4 separate regions of the Mus musculus genome follow, and regions 1, 2 and 4 are each linked to region 3. The links are chromatin contacts, called in public ChIA-PET and HiChIP or PLAC-seq maps. All regions are on one chromosome and are shown on one strand. Each heading gives the region's core, a stretch centred on a gene start, on an enhancer-like site or on the middle of the called end of the contact. The rest is flanking DNA. Distances are from core to core; before and after follow the strand shown. Region 1 holds the start of Mir22hg (Mir22 host gene (non-protein coding)). Region 2 overlaps Rpa1 (replication protein A1). Region 3 overlaps Smg6 (Smg-6 homolog, nonsense mediated mRNA decay factor (C. elegans)). Region 4 overlaps Serpinf1 (serine (or cysteine) peptidase inhibitor, clade F, member 1).

Region 1 (2,700 bases), core at 117-2,616, 450 kb before region 3:
AAGATTACACTAGGGTGGGCAACTTTCAAATTCCAAAAGCCTCTTGGGAAGTATAAACTTTGTCGGATCTTCCTTCTCCTAGGTGATCAGTCTCTGTCCACTTCTCTCTGCCCAGGATAGCTCTGTTCAGGCCACAGGGTTCACTGGCTGCTGAGAGTTTGTGCCAAGCAGGTGCCCTTGGCTGCGGGGCGGGGTGGGCCCAGGGCACTGACCCTCTGACCAGCTGCTCCATCAACTCTCTGGCACCATGACAGCTTCTAGCCTACTCTAACAGCCAGGGTGACAGGCCAAATGAGTTGGAGACTGAAACTAGGGCCAGAGGGAGGTGGGAACGTTAGCCTAACCGGAGGCCGTGGGGAGGGGCCAAGAGTTGGCCAGGAGGTGGGGAGAGAGGGAGCCCAGCGATGACTAACCCAGGCGCCCCACCCAGCCAGCCGGCTTCCCAGGCAGTCAGGCCAAGCCCGGGCTAGGGGCCTCTCTACCGGACATACTAGGGGGGAGGTGCAAAGGTGACCTTCTCTCTGTCCAAGACAGCCAGTTAGGCTGGGAGGGGGGGTGCGGGTAGAGTTTCCAGGCACTCCTCCTGTCCGCCCCCCCAACCTCCGCCCAACCCGCGGTGAAACCCTAACCTTTGGGTTGCATAAGGCCTCCGCACCGCCGCCCCCTACTCCTTTCCCCTCCCCCCTTACATAACATCCCCGGGAGGGAACGAGAGGAGGGGCCGGACCGCCCAGCGACCCCTTCCCTGCCAGGGACTTGAACTGGCCCTGACCCAGTCAGCGCCGGTAGAGGCAATGCACCTCCGCACCCCTCGCTCGTCCAGATCCTCCCTAGGCTAAATGGTCAGCTCGGGCATCCTCAAACCAAAGGGCGTCGGGGTTAGACGCCCCCGGCCCTCTGGCCTCTCATATTCCTCCCCAGTTACTTCTCCAAACCTTCTGCCACGACTCCTGTCCGGGACTCTCTCTTTAAACGTCCAGACACACTACTCGGGAGAGTCCAGGCTCCTCTCCCAAGAGCGCCCCTGTCCCCGCCGCCCCCTCTCCCCTCCCCCAGAAGGGCAGGGTGTGGCCGTCAGGACCCTACTTTCCCCATCACCCGGTTACCGCGGTTCCCCCCGGGATGACCGGGTCCCCAGATCACACCCACCTGATGCTGGGTGCGGGGGTTGCTGTGGACAGAGGAGCAAAATCACTGCGACCTGTCCGCACGGCCGACCGCTCTGTCTCTTCCCAGCGCCCAGCACACACCGGCTCCAGTCTCCGATCAGCTGGCGGCGTCGTGACGCACGAGCTGCGAATGAACCACCCAGGGCCAATCACCGCCCATTGCTGGGCAACGTGACCACACCCACTCGGGGGCGCCAGCACCTCTGCTTACTCCCGCCCATTCAGGCGTCTGGGCTCTGATTGGCAAGGAGGCCACCCCCTTGCCTGGAGGAGCTTCTCTAAGCCACGCCTACCAACTAACCAACTGGCCAATGGCTGAAAAGGTGTGGCTAACCCTCGGCCTAGGCGACTTGCTTAGACCAGCTTTACGTCAAACTACAGTTTAAAGAGCAGAAGGAAGTATAGGCGTGTATTTTTGCAGTGCATTCCGGTCAATGAAGTTCTTACGGTGACACTCAGCTTCCCAGAATGCAGCGCGCTCTGTGAGTTGGCATTTTTAAACTGATCTCTGACTCGGTCGCGGGGAAGTCCTTAAAGGGCTACAGCCCCTCCTTCTTGGAACTTCTTTTAGCCTCAAAACTGATTCACAGGAGGCCTGAGCTAAGCGAAGGTGGAGCACGCGAAGCAACAGGAGTGAGTAGAACTAAAGATGGAAGCCAGCCACCGATGCAGCAGAACACCCGAAGTCTTTTTTTTTTTCCACAAATAGGACTTTTTTTTTTTCGGGGTATAGGGACCACTGTCACTCGCACGGCCCCAGTCTTCACTGGAGAGCTAGCTCGAGGTCTTCGGGGTATAGGGACAAATGTCACCCGCACAGGCCCAATCTTCACTGGAGGTCTAGTCTATCCCTCGTGGGTTTAGTGAAATCTTTTCTAGTGAATGTCTCGTCTTAGTCGCTGAAGAGCCCACGGCTTCTCAAGGGGCACGTTCTTAACAAAGGATTCGCCCTCACTTTTAGAGAGGAAGCGTCTTTTTAAAAATTAGGGGAAGATCTTTACCAAAGTAGTATCAACCAGAAACCCGGTTCTAAGATTAACACCCATTCAGTCCCGCCCTCCGAAACGCTTCTCTGACTCAGGCCTACTTAGGGAAGTGATTTCAAAGGTGGAGACCAATGAAGAGGCGGCTCCTTCCCTAGGGGCCAATCAGAGTCTGAAAGGCGGGGGATGGGCAAAAACCGAAATGAACCCAATGACTTGGCAAAAGCTGCTGAATTGCTTATTTAAAGGGACAAGACTGGGACCACCTCTTCACTCCCTCCCCACCCCCAAAGAGAAACTTGTGGCCTGGGGTTCTTGACTTTTGAGTCATTTCTAAGAGCATCTAAGCTTTCTAAGTGAGAGCATCTGAGACAAAGAAATGAGAGGGAAGCCTGAGATAGCCGCTTCTGTGTTAAATTAAGTATGGGCTCCACTAAGGTGACTGCTGGGCTTGCTTCAAATCCTGAGTTCAACGTTCAGAATATTGTGTCTTTAAGGAGACTTCCTGCCTTCCGCCCCAGTAACAGCTGATTGTTCGACCCCAGGGG
Region 2 (2,700 bases), core at 106-2,605, 310 kb before region 3:
TGCCACTGCAGCGGGCCGCTTGCCGTGGTTACACGGCACAGTGTCTTCTGTGGTTACAGGCTCCCTTACTGAACTTAGAGCTCAGGTTGGGCTGCCTGGCTATTGAGGCCTGGGATCTGCCTACCTCTGCTCCCTGCCTAGTCCGTCCTCACCTCTCTAGCACGCACGCCCCATGTGGGAACAAAACTCGGGTCTTTATGTTTTCTCTACCAACCAAGCCGGCTCCTCAGTTATCTTTTTATAGAAATTGAGTCGAGTGACCATATCCAGTTCAGTCAGACATGCGCAGCAGAAATGGTTCTGAGAATGAGGCTCCTACCTCAGGTAATTTGGAGACTGTAGAAAAGGAGAGGCTGGGGAAAGGGCTCAGCAGGTAAAGGCATCTGTCAAGCCCGGTGCCTTTGTGCCATCCCTAGGACTCTGGTGGAAGGAGACCCGATTCCCTCAGGATGGTCTCTGCCCTCCACATAGCTGCAAGCACCTTCGTGAGGTGCACATACCAGCAAATACCACATTCTTTTTAAAGAAGGCAAGAACTTCGCTGGAAGATAGGTCACCTTTTAAACTGTGTCTTATGCAGCAGGTCACTGTGTGCTCATTTCTACTTTCCTTCAGTGTACTACTGAGCAACTCACCTTTCTCTTGCTGATTTTAAAAATGCTTCACATAGACTGAACTGGGCTGGGTGTCTGAGTTGAGTGATAATGGGAAGGCTGAGCTGTAAAGGAAGGGCTCATTGTCAGTAGCCTGGGCCCCTCTCCTATGTAAATAGGTGTCTCACTTTTTCTCTCTGTAGGATGAACTAAAGCATAATCAATTCTATTTAATCTTCTCAACTTTGTGCTGAATGTATTTGTCTCCAGCAACACAATTACGTCTCATTCCTTGAGCTACTTAAGAGTAATTTTGCCAAAAATGAATTCCATGGGCATGTAGCATGCCCGGTGAGTTGGGACCTCAGGAGGCCCAGCAGGAGTTAGAACTTACAGTTGGAGAAGGGAGAGCCTCAGTGGCAAGGGAGACTTCCTGCCTGTGCGCACCAGTTTTAGTGTTTCAGGAGCTCTGGGACATTTTTTTTTTTTTAGCTGCCTTTGTCATCTACAAGCACTCCAGGTGAGCAGCCTAAACGAGGCTGGCTTCAGCCTTCAGAGCCAATCACAGAAGTAAAATCAAACCCCATAAACTCGTTATTTTAGAAATAGTGGTAGGCAATTTACAATGTTAACATTCTTCAACTTGGTAAACATTTGTATAAAGGGTGAAGGGCAAATACACACTCCGACAGGGTGGCGCGTCTTATTTGCTGCTTTAGAAGCGTGCTCGGTCCCCCTCCTTTTTATCTCCCTGTTGCCTTGACACGGCTGCTTCTGAACTCTGTTCTCATCTCTCCCTGCTGTGACAGTTCACTAGCACTTCACGGTACCTGAGACTCTTTCAACTCATATTTTCCACCAGCTGTCAGTTGCAAAATAAGGTTGCTTTGTTTGGGGGAAAGGGTAGAACCCTTTGTAAACGTCTCCTTTTCCTTTGAAGCCAAAGCACTTGAGAGACAATTGAACTGCTTTTAGGTTTTCCTTACCACCCTGCTTTCTCTTCTAATGGATCCTGCCACGAACACACCGTCCTGTTGATGACATCGATTTGTTGCTATGGAAATAGTGGTAGTATCACAGATTGAGCCCAGTGACTTTACTGCAGGTTCTTGAAGGAGAAATGGGCAAGGCTTCAGGGAGAACCTCATTAAAACTGAAAGCTGTCAATTCTAAACAGTTGAAAGGGAAATGGAACCAGTCTTTACTATGCGCAGACAAAAAAGTGAGCCCTTTGCAGACACAGGGTGTGCAGCGTGGTGCAGTCTGCTCCTCTAAGAGCCAAAGGTGGGTTTTCCTAAGGTATTTACTGCTGGTGTTGAAATCTCTTGACTGGGTTTGCACTGAATTGGCCTGTTTTGATCTCCAGGATATGGGCAGCAGCAGCAGCAGCAGCAGCAGCAGCAGCAGCAAGCAGTCCCTTCCCCAGCCTCTGCAGCGACACCACCAGCCAGCAAGCCCCAGCCACAGAATGGGAGTCTGGGAATGGGTAAGATGGGACCCAAGAGATGGAAGTTAGGGGTCAAGGTTGAAGCAGTGTTTGAAAATTCACTGAGCCTGAGTCAGGCAGAGTAGCCTAGGCCAGCACTTGGGAGGTGGAGACAGGGGAATCAGAAGTTCAAGGTCATCTTCCACTATTTAGCAGGTTCCAGGCCAGTTTGGATTACATGAAACAGGCTCGGAAAACAAACAACAGGAACAAAAACTCCATTCATAGTAGAATTGCAAAGAATAATTCCAATTATTGCATATTTTTTAATACTTATTTATTTATTTACTTATTATATGTAAGTACACTTGTAGCTGCCTTCAGACACTCCAGAAGACCGTATCAGATTTTGTTATGGATGGTTGTGAGCCACCATGTGGTTGTTGGGATTTGAACTCAGGACCATTGGAAGAGCAGTCGGTGCTCTTAACCGCTGAGCCATCTCACCAGCCCGAGTATTTTTTTTATAAAGGTAGTTAAAATACACTGTTCCTGACTCCTCTTAGTTGATGCTTTATCTGGTAGTCGCTCGCTTTCACCTTACATTCTGTGCCTTTTTGTGAAATTTCTTTTAAATCCCCACCTTTCCCCACCTACCATGCATTTGTTACATTTGGCTTT
Region 3 (2,700 bases), core at 147-2,646:
CACACACGCACGCACGCACGCGCGCGCGCGACTGAACCTAGGGCCTCAGGCATACTAGGCAATTGATCCACCACTGAGCCACTTCTTCAGCCTGTGACTGTCATTCTTAATCATCCACACAGACTTCTCCTTGGCAGATTTTGCCCACCTCTTAAGACTTTCACAAAGGTTTTTTTCTTCTGCAGGGCACATGAGAAAACAACTCTGTCATAAAGAAACCCAGGAAGAAAACCAGCAGAGGCAGGTGAGTTAAGCCTGTGGTGGACATTCCTTCTGGGGATGACCAGACGGGAACAGTAATTCACAGAGGCAGAGGGGTCTGCAGTCACTCTGCATGCCACATGTGTAACCCTTAAGAAGTGAGGAATGCTCTCAACAGGAAAAACACAGCAGCAAATGCTATGATACCAAAGCCACAACTCCATGGGTCCCTGGAGCCTCTCAAACTAAGCTGCCAGCTAGGGAGCTAACACTAGCTTTGGATGAAACACAGCTCTGGTAGAGTAATTAATTTTTTTCTTAACTAGGATTACATTAATTTTCAAGGACTAATGGAGTCCAGCTGTAATGAGAAGAGCGGCTGCTGATGCACAAAGGCACTTGTGCTTACAACATTATAAACACACACATACACACACACACAGAGAACGAGACAGAGCAAAAGAGACCTATAAAAAGGATCCACTATAACAGGATATTTTTAGTTTCTACAATGCTGCACTAAAAATACAGCCCTAGCTGATACATCATGGCAGAACTATTCTCTCCTGTCCCTTCAGGAACAGTTTAAAACATTTATTTTTGTTTCCTTTTGCAATGGTCAGAGTAGAGAGAGAAAATAGCAACTCATTGATAAGAGGAAACGAGAGCGACATGAAAAATTGAAAACTACCTAAAAACTCATGGAGAGGTTTATTTTATTAGTTCTTAATAAATATCTTGCAGATTTCCTCAGGAAATACACCAGATCACATGTAAAATAGTTTGATACTGATGTCAACTGCATCAACATATGAAGTCTATTAGGGTGAAGCCGCAGCAGGGTGATCAGCAAGCTGAAAAACTCCACAGTACTTTGGGGGGGGGGGGGGAATCTCACGGCCTTCCAAATTCTTCGAGAGGTAAAAAAGTCAGCCAAGACACAGAGAGAAAGAGAGAGGAAAAAAAAAAGAAAGAAAGAAAAAAAAATCCCACATCCTGCTTTCAGCTGCCAGCAATGTGAAGTGCCCAGAGATTAATTCTACGTCTGGCCTGGAAATGTGACTTTAAAGCATGAGGGAGGGGAGGCTGGGGGAAGTGGGTGAGGAGGAAAGAGGAGGGCAGGCTAACTGAGGCTGGCGGCAGGCCACCACCCCCTCCCAAGCCATGTTTCAATGTAGACAGAAGTAAACCCCAACAGACAGCAGCGCCTCAGCCTGCCAGGGCCTTACACCAGCTGCAGCGCATCTCGCTTTCCCCACTCAGCCCCAAGTGCAGATGTTCTCTGCACATCACTTCCGCTAGGTTTTCTCTTAAAGGACTAGCACACAGACGTATTTCCCTCTCTCAGTAACACACTGCTGTCTTTAGGGGACAAGAAGAAGGTCAAAATGCTGAGAACAGATATCACCAAGGCAAGATCTGCTCCAGTCCCCCCAACAGATCAGACTGGGTTAAAGAGCACTGGGAATCATGAGACTGGATCTCAGAGCCCAACACTACATAACAAACCAGGTGACCCAAAAACTACGGTAACTCCACCTCTGAAGATCCAGTATCTTCTGGTTTCCACACATGCATATATATTCACACACAAATAAATAAATAAATAAATAAATAAATTGTGGAGAGTAGAAGAAACCCTAAGAATGTTGTATTGTTGACATAAACTGGCTATGTCAAAGACCTCAGACTAATTAGAATATGGTAAATTCCCCCACTCCCAAGGGCAGGAGCTGAAGGTGAAGGTCAGAGGGAAATAGCAAAGCCTTCCTCAGGGGTCTGAATGTGGATACTTATATCAGCTGCAGAAACTGTTCACCAGAGCTCCCTTCCTGTGATGTTTACAGCCTGATTGATGACTGCTCCCCTACCTACAAAGATACCTGTTCCTACCAAGATTGGCTAATCATGTCTCCTTGATCTATTTGTATACCGTAAACCCTGCCTCCTGGTTTATCTCTGTGTAATGGCCTTGTTCAGCTGTACATAATAACCCAACCTCCCCATTCAAATCTATATATGCACGATAACTTCTGGGTGCTGTGATTTCTCCATCAGAAATACCCAGGACCACCTTACCCCAGCTTTCCTGTACATGTGTCTATATGTCTATCTTTTCTTCACTCCCTCACCACTTCAGTTCATCTGTCTCTGTAATCATGCTGGAGGTAGGAGTAAATAATTTTAAAAATGCAAATACAAACAAGAAATTACCAATATGAGGTCAGCAAAGATGGCTCAGAGGATAAAGGTTCTTGTGATGCAAGCCTGACCCCTGTACATCAATGTCACACACTCCCCCATAATAATATATGAAAACCAACCAATTCCCAGAGCCCACATGAAAGTGGGAGGACAGAATCCCCTCCAAAGTTGTCCCCCCACCTGTACATCAATGTCACACACTCCCCCATACTAATAAATGAAAACCAACCAATGAGTATAGCAAGCTCTTGTTATACTTACTGTCTGCTCAAGTAAACCGATGTAAGGTCTACA
Region 4 (2,700 bases), core at 183-2,682, 400 kb before region 3:
CAATAGAAACCGTAGCGGAACCACAAACAAACGTGTGTTCATTAAACTTCTGTGGGTTTTAGGCTGAGAAGAAAACTCCCTACTCATGGAAGGACTGCCAGTAACCAGTAGCCTACAGCCCAGGCTGAGGCTGGGGAGCACAAGGCTGGGGCCCCGTTACAGCAGAGGGGAAGGCAGCTGTTGGTGTTTTTTTGTTTGTTTGTTTTGTTTTTTCTGGCTCACAACTAACCTGTGCGCATCTCTGTTGGGTTAGATTGCCCAGCTGCCCTTGACAGGAAGTATGAGCATCATCTTCTTCCTGCCCCTGACCGTGACCCAGAACTTGACCATGATAGAAGAGAGCCTCACCTCTGAGTTCATTCATGACATCGACCGAGAACTGAAGACTATCCAAGCTGTGCTGACTGTCCCCAAGCTGAAGCTGAGCTTCGAAGGCGAACTTACCAAGTCTCTGCAGGACATGAGTATGTTTGCAAGGCCACTTTGCGCTCGGGGCTGAGTCTTGGAGCCTGCCACCTTGCTGACAGAACTGAGTCCTGTGGCTTTCTTTGTAGGGTGGCTCAGGGAACATGTGACACCATTACAGGGGAGGGGAATGAAGAACCACCTCCCATTAGACTCAGTCCTTGGTGTGTGTGTGTGTTGTGTGTGTGTGTATCTCTATGTGTCCTATAACAGCCCAAAACATTCTCTCAGGCCAGGTCTGGCTTCAGCCATCTTGGCTATAAGTTCTCAGGTAGGTCACTGAGCCTGTCACAGAGTGCCTCATAGCTCACAAGTCACTGTGAGGTACTCCACTTCTAGCTTGCTTTCTTGAAAATCAGCCTACACAAACAGGGAGTGTGTGTGTGTGTGTGTGTGTGTGTGTGTGTGTGGTGTTAATGGAATCTCTGAATCTCCACAGAGCTACAGTCGTTGTTTGAATCACCCGACTTCAGCAAGATTACTGGCAAACCCGTGAAGCTCACCCAAGTGGAACACAGGGCTGCTTTCGAGTGGAATGAAGAGGGGGCAGGAAGCAGCCCCAGCCCAGGCCTCCAGCCCGTCCGCCTCACCTTCCCGCTAGACTATCACCTTAACCAACCTTTCCTCTTTGTTCTGAGGGACACGGACACGGGGGCCCTCCTCTTCATAGGCAGAATCCTGGACCCCAGTAGTACTTAATGTCTCAGTGCTCTACAGAACCCCCAGAGGGAAGCTGATTATACATTCCAGGAAGGCGGCCGGTAGCTTCAGTGTAGCCTCTGCAATAAAAGAGCTTTTCCTTAATGTTTGCTTCTTCCTTCTCCTGTTTGAAGCTGTTTCATATGGAGAGAAACTGGTCCTTATGAATTTACATACTTGTAACATGAACGGGCTCTGCTTAAGCTCTGCCAAAGTCACCATTTCCTGTTCTCGGAGTGCAGGTGGATGAGGAAGAGGAACGTCCTGCCCCAGGAGGGCCCCCGTCCCCGGAGGGCACCTCCACACACAATTACTAACACTTGCTGTGGGGTTCCTCACCTGTCTCTTACTACTACAAATATCTGGGGAAATCAACAGCTGCATTAGCGGTCCCAGCCATGACTGCTCCCCTTGCTTCTGGGCATGTGGTGAAGCAGCCTTGTGACTGTCTTAGGACCTGAAAGCAAAGGGAAAAGATGAAGCCAGAGATTCCCCTTGGTTGGCATGTCTCTCTAGCCATGGCCACTTCCCACCAGGCCTAAACCCTAACAGTTCTACTCTCTTCCAATAGTACTACTCTGGGACCCAATTTTTCCCTTGGGGGGACACAATCCAAACCATAGCACATTTCCAAAACAACCAGACTAAGTTTACTTATGTATTTATGTGTGTTTATGCAGGTATGTGTTTGCACATGGGGTCATGTAGGGACCAGAGGACAATGCTAGGTGTCATTTTCCATGAGATGGCTGCCTTTAAAAGTTAAATAGTCAGGTAGTGTGGTGGTGGGGTGGTGGTGGCCGCAGCAGCAGCCTTGGAGGTGGTGGCGGTGGCGCAAACCCTGAATCCCAGCACTTGGGAGGCAGAGGCAGGCGGATTTCTGAGTTCAAGGCCAGCCTGGTCTACAGAGCGAGTTTCAGGACAGCCAGGGCTATACAGAGAAACCCTGTCTCCCTGTCTCGAAAAACAAAAAAAACAAAACAAAAAAAAAAAAGGTTTATTTATTTACTTTATGTATATGAGTACACTGCAGCTGTCTTCAGACACAGCAGAAGAGGGCATCAGATTCCATTACAGATGGTTGTGAGCCACCATGTGGTTGCTGGGAATTGAACTCAGAACCTCTGGAAGAGCAGTCAATACTCTTAACCTCTGAGCCATCTCTCCAGCCCCAGAAATATATACTATTGAGGGGATGGAGAGATGGCTCAGTGATTAAGAGCCTCTTTTGGAAAACCCATGGTTTTGTTCCCAGAATCCACATGGTAGCTAACAACCCTGTGTAACTCCGAGGGGATCTGATGTCCTCTTCTAGCCTTCACAGGCATTGCACACATGTGGTGCACAGAAAGATATGCATGTAGGCAAAACACCCATACACATAACATTTTAAATTATTAATTGTATGCATATGCATGTAACAAGTGTGTGTGTGCGTGTGTGTGTACCACAGCATAAAACTGTCAGGAGACAATTCTTTGGAGTTGGTTCTCTCCTTCCACCTTTAGTGGCCACTGAAAATTGAGGGTTGCTAGG

Evidence for each region. ChIA-PET counts read pairs in DNA pulled down with a chosen protein or histone mark. HiChIP or PLAC-seq counts read pairs in DNA pulled down with a chosen protein or histone mark.
Region 1: an RNA polymerase II ChIA-PET map of memory CD8 T cells shows a contact between it and region 3, with 51 read pairs. The contact joins the promoter of Mir22hg here to the enhancer-like site in region 3. A contact is called at or near these places in 3 of 39 promoter capture datasets (cranial neural crest, hippocampal neurons and neural stem cells), 1 of 484 Hi-C or Micro-C datasets (cardiomyocytes) and 4 of 115 datasets of contacts at active chromatin or transcription factors (bone marrow-derived macrophages, double positive thymocytes, heart atrium and 1 more).
Region 2: a contact with region 3 is called in an H3K27ac HiChIP or PLAC-seq map of double positive thymocytes, with 2.0 times the contacts expected there. The contact joins two enhancer-like sites. A contact is called at or near these places in 2 of 115 datasets of contacts at active chromatin or transcription factors (double positive thymocytes and embryonic stem cells).
Region 4: an H3K27ac HiChIP or PLAC-seq map of large pre-B cells shows a contact between it and region 3, with 2.5 times the contacts expected there. The contact joins two enhancer-like sites. A contact is called at or near these places in 2 of 115 datasets of contacts at active chromatin or transcription factors (embryonic stem cells and large pre-B cells).

The regions. Positions count from the first base shown.
Region 1 is chr11:75,460,205-75,462,904 of GRCm38.p6, reverse strand. It overlaps Mir22hg (Mir22 host gene (non-protein coding)), which reads right to left and starts at 1,366. Exons shown (of 3, transcript NR_030711.1): 1 at 1,150-1,366.
Region 2 is chr11:75,317,791-75,320,490 of GRCm38.p6, reverse strand. Rpa1 (replication protein A1) reads left to right here. Exons shown (of 17, transcript NM_026653.2): 6 at 1,960-2,079. Among named protein-coding and RNA genes, the nearest start is that of Rpa1, 29 kb to the left of the region's middle. Within about 2 kb of position 1,355, at least 33 of the 459 cell types and tissues checked have an H3K27ac peak or open chromatin away from gene starts, as enhancers often do. A contact at or near this core is called in double positive thymocytes, where this site is marked.
Region 3 is chr11:75,011,852-75,014,551 of GRCm38.p6, reverse strand. All of the region lies in intron 10 of Smg6 (Smg-6 homolog, nonsense mediated mRNA decay factor (C. elegans)), which reads right to left. Among named protein-coding and RNA genes, the nearest start is that of Srr, 87 kb to the right of the region's middle. Within about 2 kb of position 1,396, at least 205 of the 459 cell types and tissues checked have an H3K27ac peak or open chromatin away from gene starts, as enhancers often do. A contact at or near this core is called in cardiomyocytes, double positive thymocytes, heart atrium and 3 more, where this site is marked.
Region 4 is chr11:75,408,598-75,411,297 of GRCm38.p6, reverse strand. It overlaps Serpinf1 (serine (or cysteine) peptidase inhibitor, clade F, member 1), which reads left to right. Exons shown (of 8, transcript NM_011340.3): 7 at 254-464; 8 at 905-1,269. The coding sequence ends at 1,164. Among named protein-coding and RNA genes, the nearest start is that of Serpinf1, 13 kb to the left of the region's middle. Within about 2 kb of position 1,432, at least 56 of the 459 cell types and tissues checked have an H3K27ac peak or open chromatin away from gene starts, as enhancers often do.